Regions from separate parts of the Gossypium hirsutum genome. Here region 1 is linked to region 2. Evidence: chromatin contacts called from public Hi-C data. All regions are on one chromosome and are shown on one strand. The core of a region is the stretch at or near the end of the contact, and the rest is flanking DNA. Distances in the headings are between cores, read along the strand shown. Region 1 holds the start of LOC107922567 (protein NLP4). Region 2 has its middle 21 kb from the start of LOC107922133.

The links. Hi-C and Micro-C count contacts between places; a contact is called where the count stands out from the background.
Region 1: a contact with region 2 is called in a Hi-C map of leaf, with 1.8 times the contacts expected there. The contact joins the promoter of LOC107922567 here to the enhancer-like site in region 2. A contact is called at or near these places in 16 of 34 Hi-C or Micro-C datasets (callus, cotyledon, hypocotyl and 3 more).

What each region holds. Positions count from the first base shown.
Region 1 is chrD01:16,005,557-16,010,934 of Gossypium_hirsutum_v2.1, reverse strand. It overlaps LOC107922567 (protein NLP4), which reads left to right and starts at 1,782. Exons shown (of 5, transcript XM_041087139.1): 1 at 1,782-2,693; 2 at 3,023-3,992; 3 at 4,083-4,130; 4 at 4,218-5,181; 5 at 5,368-5,378. The coding sequence starts at 3,168.
Region 2 is chrD01:15,944,859-15,950,369 of Gossypium_hirsutum_v2.1, reverse strand. No RefSeq gene overlaps it. Among protein-coding and RNA genes, the nearest start is that of LOC107922133, 21 kb to the right of the region's middle. Within about 2 kb of position 2,814, at least 7 of the 9 cell types and tissues checked have an H3K27ac peak or open chromatin away from gene starts, as enhancers often do. A contact at or near this core is called in cotyledon and leaf, where this site is marked.

The sequences.
Region 1 (5,378 bases), core at 533-3,032, 62 kb before region 2:
GTCCCTGTTCCACCATCGAGTTTTGTTTTTTCTTTTTAGTTTAATAATTGAGAAAATTACAAAACCTTTTGTTTATTTTATTTTATTCAAACCATTTTTTTAATTAACTCAAACAGCGTAAATAAAAAATAAATCGATACATTTATTACAAATAAAAAAAAAGAGGTATTTAATTTTATTGTGTTATTTTTTTTTGACACGATGTTTAGAAAGTTTATAATCCCTCCTCAACTTATGAATAGGAGGATAATATGCTTCAGCGCACTTAAACTCACACATTAATGACAATGCATATACCAATTAGACTAAGACTCAATCGACAATTTTAATGTGTTTAAAATGATTATAATATAAAAAGAAATTTTAATGTTATTTTAAATTGCATAAGAATTGCAGCATAATTAATATGATTTAAGAAATTATAAATTAATAAATCAGTTTTAGAAAGCCAGCAAGACTGTTCACTCTAGTTAGCATTAGAATAAAAGAAAAATCCAACACCAGGCTAGGGCTAGGCTAGGCTAGGCTAGTATTAAAACAGTTTAGCTGAGGTGAGCATCAATAATAATATTAAATAATAAAAAAAAGGAAAGAAAAGAAGTAGAATCATCTTACTTTTTAATGAAAACAACCCCACCACTATGTTCCAAATTTCTATTTATTTACTGCATAAATCAGTCTTAATTCCTAAGTCATAACAATTAAACATTACGTGTACTGTATTCCATTTCTTTTTTAATTTTCTTAGTGATGAGGTAAAGTGTCAGATTAGAATGAGTTTTTATCAATTGAATCTCTTAATCATGCATTGAGATTGAGATTTGAGATTCCAATTTATTATACATTCCATTTACAAAAAATAAGGATTTTAACTTTAAAGATAAAAAAAAAAGATTTGAAGGGTTTTAGGGTTTTAATTAAATATTGTTGGGAAAATTTATTTTTTTGAAAAGATTTTTTTGAACCATCATCCTCTAAACTTTCAACAATCAAAAGTATTGTTTTCCTATCGAATTTTTGTTCTTGAACTTTATAAAAAGTTGTGCACAATTAGGGAATATTCATACATTTATTACCTTCAAGCCTAGATTGGTGATTTAAGATATGGTGTGCCGAGATACTTCCATTATTATTTATACGCCTAACATTGTCATCTTTCCCGCGTCAAATATCTAATTCTATCAATCGAGACACCCCTTTTTGTAAATTGTACACGGCTCTCTGCAGATGTTAGGGACAAAGCCTCAACATGAAGATAACGCATTCTATTATTGGGGATTCGAGTTATCTGCTTGAAGGATGATACTTAGTCGATTGGAGCCAATTCCCCCTCAACAAATATGTTAAAATATATATTACTTTTAATAAAAGATAAACATAAATCAATAAATTTTTTTGAAAGAGTTGTATAAAAAAATAACAATTTTAGTTTTCAAAGGGCAGACTAGGAACAGTTTCCCGGGGAACACAGGAAAGAAAAGGAAAAGTCTAGGATGATGATGTTTTCAAGTTGGTCAAATTGATTGGAGAGGTCTTAGCCCTCACTAGCGTGGATGCCATAATTCTCCACTTGCATTTGCGACTATATTATATATAATTTTAGATCTTCAATTCTAAAATCCAATTTCTAAATGAAAATTATTATTTTCTAAATAAATAGGATTGGAGTCTACTCAAGATTTTCACTTTTCAACATGGAAACTTCAACACACTGTTAAAACTAAGGAAATGAATGAACCTTTGGAAAGTACCACTCTTGTCTCTGAGTCCGACTCACTCGGTTGGAGGAGCCTTGGCCACCCATCGTGCACCAGTTGTTTACTGAATAAATAAATAAAAAGGGGATTGTTAATGTTTGTGGAAATAAATTAATGTAGAGAGGGAAGCTGGTGATGGTTAAGCAGAGCATCTCTATTCTCAAGGGACGTCCAAGTGGGTAAACACTCAGAAAGCAACCATTTTTTTTTACCACTTGAAGGAAGAAAATCTGATTCCACTTCCCTTATTTTAGTAATTAAATAGTAAACTCCATTATTCGTCATCAAAGCATACTTGTTCTTCTTCTTCACCAGCGGTGGGCTGGAAAAGGTTGACTTTTCATCGAGAATATCAAGGCCCAATGAAGGGGTTTGTTTATGTATGACGTGGGGTCAGTGCTTCAATGGCAACAGAATCTTCATTCATTCTCATTTAACCAGGAATCATATTGAGTCTATTCCAAGGCAGCCGCAGATAATAACTATGACCCCCAGACAGGTTTTTTCTTAGAGAGGTATGAACAGAGACAGTCTGTTTCAAGCTTTCTTTTTTTTTTTATGAGATCTTTCTTTGTTGCTCCTCCACGTTCTTGTTTTTGCTTCTTCAGACTGTTTTTTTTTTCTCTTTGAACTACTATTTCAACTTACAAGACACTAAAATAATAATAAATGTTCCAGAAAATAGAACATTTTGATATGGTGATGTAGTATCCGTTTGAGATTTGGGGTATCTTCAAGAATCTCCGCCTAGTAAATATACAACATCTTGAGTTGCTGTCTTGTCTTTTTATTTTTAAAGAAAATGAAAATCTCTTGGTTTTAATGGTTAATGTTCTGGGCCATGTTACTCCATGTTATTCCCTTACGGTAAAGTGAGAATCTTGAACCAAAAGTGCTGAAGATATCAGCTGACCAACTGGGAAGAATATGTAGAAAGTGGGTTTTTTTTTCAATGTTTGTTCTTTTATTCTCGCTATTTTGAATTTTCATCATGAAATATGGTGCTCCTTAGATTGGGATTTATCCTTTGATTGATTCTTGTTCTTATTTCTTGTATTTTTTTCCCCTTTCTTTTGAGTTGACTGATACTAGATGTGGAACAGCAAAAGAAAAGCCTAATCTTTATGTGACGCACATTAATTATTCCTTATCCTTTGACATAATCTTTTGCTGCTTAGAGTTCTCTGGAACTTCATTATTCTTATGATCTTGTCCTAGTTGGTGGTATTCCTCAAATATTTGATGGGTCATTATATTTTGAACAGATTCTCTGGTGAAGACTGGAATTGATACTGGAAGGTTTTTTTTTTTGCCATCCTCTTTGATTTCTAAATTGAGTGGAACAACGTTGCCATGGAAGATACCATTTTCTCACAAGGCACCATGCTGGGTGGACTACCAGATTGAGCAATGGATTTCGACTACATGGACGAATTGTTGTTAGATGGATGCTGGTTAGAGACAACACAGGGATCTGATTTCCTTAATCCTACTCTACCCTTTTCAAATAATTTCTTTGATCCTGCATTTACATGGCCTACTTCGGAGTCTAACGCGGGTGATTTGGGCGGTGGCCTCTCTCACCAAGGAGAGAACCAAAGATCATTGTTGTCTGGAAATTCACATTGGAATGAAGCTCAAGGTGAAAGTTTGGTCAGTCCTCATTTTAGCCAAAGTCACAGTCTAGATAGTGATTGTGTAACTGACGGTTCTGAGCCGAATCGAAGATGGTGGATTGGACCTAGAGTGAATTCAGGTCCTGCAACCAGTGTAATGCAGAGGTTAATTCAAGCACTTGGTTATATCAAAGCTTTTGGAAAAGAGAAAGATGTCCTTGTACAATTATGGTTGCCTGTAAATAGAGGAGGTAGACGCTTTCTAACTACCAGTGAGCAACCTTTTTCACTCGATCCAAACAGCCAAAAACTTGCTAGTTATAGGAACATCTCTGTCAAATATGATTTTCCAGCAGAGGAGGATTCCAAGGACATAGCAGGATTGCCTGGTCGGGTTTTCTTGAGTAAGGTTCCGGAGTGGACTCCTGATGTTCGATTCTTTAAAAGGGATGAATACCCAAGAGTAGGTCATGCTCAAGAACATGATGTCCGTGGTACCTTTGCCCTTCCTGTTTTCGAACAAGGTAGTGGAACTTGCTTGGGTGTTATTGAAGTTGTGATGACAACCGAGAAAATCAAGATTCAGCCTGAGCTCGAAAGTGTTTGCAAAGCATTAGAGGTCCTTTCCTTTACCTTGTGTTTTTTGTTTTGTTATGTACTTGGTTCTTGCTCAATAAACACTCCTTATCCTGTTTTTCTTTGCAAGCAGGCTGTCAATCTTCGGAGTTCTATAACTTCTAGAACTCAAAACATAAAGGTAATTGTGACAGTTTTGGAATAAGTTCAATTGTTAAGAGTTCTAAATTTCTTGTTGTACTTATGGGTTGGACTTATGTTTTTTCAGGCTTACAGTAATTGCTACCAAGCCGCCTTACCCGAGATCAAAGAACTTTTAAGGTGTGCTTGCGAGACACACAGATTACCCCTAGCTCAGGCTTGGGTTCCTTGTATCCAGCAAGGTAAAGAGGGTTGCCGGCATTCCTCTGAGAACTACGTTCATTGTGTGTCTACTGTGGATGATGCTTGCTGTATAGCTGATCCTAGTATCCAGGGTTTTCACGAGGCTTGCTCTGAGCATCACTTGTTAAAAGGTCAAGGTGTTATCGGGAGAGCATTTATGACTAATCAGCCGTGCTTCTCGACTGACATAACTTCCTTTAAGAAGACTGAATATCCTCTTGCTCACCATGCAATGATGTTTAATTTGCATGCTGCTGTTGCTTTACGGTTCAGATCCATTCACACTGGTAAAGCAGACTTTGTCTTGGAGTTCTTCTTACCTGCGCACTGCAGAGATCCCGAGGGACAAAGGAAGATGCTTAATTCACTATCTATTATTATACAGCAAGTATGCTGTAGTTTGCGGGTTGTAACAGATAAGGAGCTAGTGGAAGAAACTGATTTGGCAGTTAGTGAAGTTGTAGCACCTTCAGATGGCTTACCTATTAGAGAAGAGTCATCGAAACGGCAGTGCACTAATCATCATTCAAAGAAACTTTCTGGGGAAAGTTCATCTTGCCTCACTAAGGTTCAAAAGAGTAGTAACACTGCCTTGGTACTCGAGAAAGAAAAGCCAAGGCCGATGTTGGATGAAAAACTACCTGAGGTGGAGCAGCATCAACAACATATTAGCCTACAAGAAAGTGTTGAGTGCGGAGATTCTACTTTTAATGAGATTAGCTTTTCGAGTGTGACAATGGGAAAAACAAGTGAGAAGAGGCGTAGCAAGGCAGAAAAAACTATCACTTTACAAGTTCTCCGCCAATATTTTGCTGGAAGCCTAAAAGATGCAGCAAAAAGCCTTGGTGGTAAGTGTTACTCTGTAAAGCTAAAATTTATTAATGTTCGGTTGTTATTTTCTTTCTGGTTTATGGGCTTTATGTGTTTTGGAAAATCTCGTTTTATAGTATGGTCAAATAATGAAGATAAATGTTATATGTTCTCCATTATTTCCTTGTCATTTGATGCCATTTCCTGTTTTCCTTTGATTTCAGTGTGTCCCACT
Region 2 (5,511 bases), core at 1,565-4,064:
AGTCTTGTACAGATGTAAATTTAGCCCATATTCTCCAATTTGATCCTTCTAAGTCTCTATACTTGTTGAATTTTGAAATTTCTATCTTAATACAAATGATAGTCTTTAGTCCATTAATTTGATTTTTAGTGAGTAGCATGTGAAAATAAGAAGCTAGCAAGACATTACACATATGATAATATGTTTGATTCATCATATTTAGCAATTATTGTTTAACAATGACCGAAATTTAAAAATTTAAAAATACAAAAACTAAAAATGATCAAATTAAAGTATACAGATTATATCTACAACTTTTACAAAACACAAAAATAAATAATAGAATTTAATCTCCATTTAATTTATTCTTATAAAAGGAATTAAAAGTGGAAGAAGAAAATTGTAGTGACACAATGTAATCATTTAAATTGAAAATTAGACATTTTACAATGTCAAATTTGATGAACTCTTGATAAAGAAAATATAGCATAATCATGATCAATGACAGCTTTGCTAAAGCAGGCGTTGTTTGATTCCAGCCATTTTTGAAGCCATGTTTATTCCCTATTTATGACTGTCCGCACAGATATAGCAAGCTTAGTCAAACACATATTTGTATAACAATTACTTTACATGGCGACAAAAATTACTCTTTATATAACCAATTAAATTTAAATTCATCTATTTATTGAGTTAAGTCGAGTTGATGAATCTTAATTTATCATCTCAGTGTAATCTGATGTTTTTTAATTGGATCGAGTGAAATGAAATTTGATTCAAATTAAGTCAAATAAACTTGTTTGAATTAAATTAAACAATTGAATAAGTCAAATTAAAATCTTGTTGACATTACAACTAAATTTTAAGTTAGTGATATATATTTAAAAATTATTTCATAAAAAACAAGATAATTTGGTTTAGTTATTTATCATTTTGGAAAAAAATAAGTATTAATTTTTTATATAAAATTTAAGATTATTTTATAAAATTTTGATTTTTTAAGATTATTTTGATTATTTTATAATTTTTTGTTCAATCTCGAAATTGATAGGGATAAAAAAAATATTTACACTAATTTATTATTTAAATTGTAATATTTAATTTTACTCAAAATTCAAATTATTTATTAAATGAAAATTCAATTTGATAGATGGAATGAGTTACCCTATTGTTTGTATATATTTGAAAGAACCCTAACTGTTTATATTGGATGATGGTGAGGCGTTATAATATAGTAAATGAGAGTGAAAGTGGTTGGAGCTTGGGTAAGCTCAGCTGCCATGAGTAAAGTTTCATTAAATGTAGAGTAATGGGTCGTGTGCAGAAGTATTTGGTCAAACTTGTTCTTTACATCGTCATTAAATATTCATATACATGCAAGATGGTGATGGTGGATATTTGGGTAGTATTAGCAAGTAATTAAGAGACAAGGAGTAGGGAGCAGTTGGGAAGATGGGAGTAATGATGGTGAGACCCTGCACAGTAGGTCATCCACCAAAACATTCTTGACTAGTCCCCGTCCAGGCCTTTGCAACTCATAATTAACATTGACAATACGGATTTTATTTTTAAAAGAAAATAGATGTGCTTGACGAACCGGGTAATTATGACCAATGTTTTCCCATCTCATCTCACTTTAAAATTTATACATAACTCATTTATTTTATATATATACTATGTTGGGGGAGGCTGATGTGGTGGTAAACTCAGATGTTGAGAGCCTTAAGTAAGGAGGTTTTGTATTGAGCTTCGAAAAAGGTAAGTATGATGAGGTAAAATACAATTTAATTCTTAATATAAAATCTCCCTCATATTATTTTTGTTTTATCATGGGGTTTGGGGAGCTATTTATAAACACTCTAATTAATGGGTTATCATTGAATGTAAACCTGTTTTTGAAGTCGACGACACGACTTGGTGTGATGGATGAAATAGTGAGTGACTGCAGTTTTATCTGGGGGTTTGAGTTTGGTGCGACTATAATCTCAACAAGCTACGATGTTTGGTGATGCTTGCCTCTAGGCTTTAATAATATTACATCAAAAAAGATATGAATATAAATCAACGTTCGTAAAATTGAATACAAAGAGAAAGGAATGAAAGAATCCCAGACGCCCTCTCCCACTTTATTAGGATCCACCAGCGTCACCGTGATGGACTTAGCTCAACGAAAAATACAAACGCCAAGGCATAAGGGGCAACTTTTGAGTAAGGCCCCATTTTGAGTAATGATAGCGACTCATCTCACCTCGGTGCCACGCCTCGATCATGCAAAATATGCCCACACCACCATGCCACATGGACACTGGGAGAGGCAGGAGGACTCCTAATTAGTCCTTGCCACACAACTCACACCTAAAAGCAGATTCCTTCATGCTATTTTCATTTTTTATATTTTGTTTCCTCACTGGGGAAGTAAAAAAAAGTGCAAAGTGCCAGGTGGATTCGTGTACGAATTTCTTTTGTTTATTTTTGGCCTTTCCTAAATCCCATGCGGATTGTCAAATTGCGTTGCGTATTTGTGTGTGAACACTGCTTACGGGTGATTGTGCTTATAATCCGGCGCCCCTAACCTTTTGTGTGATGTGATTTGTTTCATATTTAAAATATTACAAGGTCCCCATCTTTTCATTAGCGAAAATAAATAGGTCGAGTGAAAGCATAAATAAGGCTTCACTAGTAACTACACATGTCTGTTGTTTTTGGTGACGGTGACAAAATAAGGCTAATAAATAATCTTGAATGAGGAGCAGCAGGCTCTCAAGGCCCAGAGAAGCAGTCTTTCTTCGCTTTGAAGCGTTCAGCTCCTTTGCTGCAGCAAACTTGATAATCAATGCCTCCTTTACCTTTTGGCTAACTTTGAAAGTTGGGCCATGCCTCTTTGATTTTACATTTCATATCCTTGTCCCGTTATCTATCATTATAGTCCACTTGACTTTCCATGACATAAGAAGAATATATTATAAAATCATTAGAAAGACAAGGTCAATTAACTTTAAATTGATTCATCCAAAATTGCTTCTGCATTTCCATATGGAGCCTAAATTGTTGAGGAGGTGAAGTGTAAATTAGTAATAATACAAAAATTGCAATGTGTATATATGGTCCCAAATGTTAGGGCCTAGTTGAAGCCGACCTAATCATTGCTTGGTTTGTTTAAACTTTAGCTAAGTCGGAATGGTGGTCCTTAGTTAAAATAGATTTCTTTACTGCAAAAGTCTGCATACTAATGCAGTTTCTAGAGATATAAGAACTGGGATGTTTGTGCTTCTCAAAAGTTTTTGAGTTAGATCTGCAAAAAAGTGTTGCAAGCAGGGGCTCAAGGCTATTTCGAAGTGGTTCCATCTTGAATGTACAACCCCCCTCCTCCCCCCACTGTATTATTTCTGTTGAATCCCAAAAATTGCACAAAATAATTATTACAAATGCTTTCATGTAATCATGTTTTTGGGCTCATCATTCAGCAGTTCAAAATAAAGAAAACATAATTTGAAGAAGAAACATTTTCATTAATATTAATGATGATGCATTTGACTTCACTGTCTCATAAAGATGTTATATGCTTCATGAAATATTATGGCAGTTCTAAAAGTAAACTTACAATGATCTGAGATTTCATTCAAAATATATGGAAAAACAAATAGCTAAATAGTCCATTTTTTTTCCAATTTGAGTTTCCAAAGAATTTGAGGTCTAACATCTACTTCCATCAAAGTATCATAAAGATTGTTGTATTAGAAGTTGAACTATATTTTGTCTTATCTACTTCAAAAATAAGTAAATTAGTTCCTATAAGTTAGATCAAAGGGCAAATAAATTCTTCTTTTAAAAATTTCATCCATTTTTATTATTAAAAACTTATCATTGTGCGTCAAAATGAGGTAAATGTGGCACACCATGTGTTACTGCGTGATTATTTAATAAACCACATTAATTTTTAATAGTACAAATGGATAGATTTTATTGAAAAAATATCAATTTATGTTTTATCTAACATATAAAAACTAATTTTTAAATAGACTTATTATATCATAATCTCGCAAAATGTTAGATAATAATAAAGAAGGGACGAAGACATTAATTTAAATGTTGATGATAATAGGATGATTAGTATGGAATGCGCCGCCTAGTGCTTCCAGTATTGAACAGCAAACCAATGGGTTATGGGTCCACACCAGCCAACAAAATCATCAACATTTCAACTCCATAGGCATCAGATCACATTACACATTCAATAAACAAAAGGGTTGTCGGCAATGGAGAGCGTGCAGCATGTGGAATCATATTCCCTAAACCGTGATAAACCTCTTTTAATCATAATTTGGTTGTATAATCTATTAACAATTTCAGCTTTTTGCATGCATGATCATGGCATTTCAATTTAACAATCCATTCTCTAAGTTTTAGTTCCAATCTAAGAAAATGAACAAATCCTCTTTTGTTTTTCTAATAAAATTAGATTGAATTTGTGGTTTGTAATAGGAACCCAAGAAAAATATGTTTATTTATAAACTACGACTGTTATTTCCTTCTTTCTTGCCTTGTTTACCAAACGTGGATAGAAATGCATGGGCCATGGCTAATGGCTAATAAATAGGCTATGGCTATGTAAAGGAAGTGCTGCTAATTTAGTATCATGTGGGCTGAGGGCTGCATAGCCTGTGTCGTGATATGGTGGGAATTGCCATTCTTGGTACTCAACTTTGCCAACACCAACACTAAAAATTATCGCCTTGTAGGTAGGTCAGTAAATACTATGGAAAAATCTACTGTACGCTACAGGCCTGCACTAAAATTTTTACTTTTTATCAAAATTTCTAATGCTTTGATCAGAAAGTTTGATATTGATAGAAATTAGAAAATGTTGGTATATTTTTGGAGCATACCACAGAACTGTTTACATTGGCTACTTATTAAAGAGTATGGTTGTTTACCAATAAGAATTGAATGCAGTAGTACGATATATTGCACTCTTAAAAGGTTATATAAGTTTAAACTTTAAAAACAATATTATTAGAAGAGACAATTACAAACTTCGAACATAGACCATAAAACATAGATATAGAATAAAAAAAGAACATGATTTTATGTAAACATTATAATGTTTAAATGGACTATAAACCTAAGTTGAGAATATTTAGTAATTTTTTGTTCACCCGTTAATAAGATTATACATAAATTTGTCGGTCCAATTTAATAAGGTATTAAATGAAATGGTACGAATTTATATGTATAGAAATCTTTTATTTTATAGTCATAGTAAATAATCTCATTATCACTATTTTTTAAATATATGGCGGCACTCAAAAATCAATAGCTTCTCCAATGGATGAAATAAGTCTTCTATCACGTTCTATTTATTCACGAAAGATTTAGTTTTAGTTTTACGCATTAAGAGCAAAAATTTTATTGGTGGTTTAGATTTTATTTTTCCTAGATCAATTGGAATGCATATATGACCATTGTTATAATTGTTTGATGAACCTAAGGTATTTTGAGGCATTTTTGGGTAATTATATATTTATCTTAATT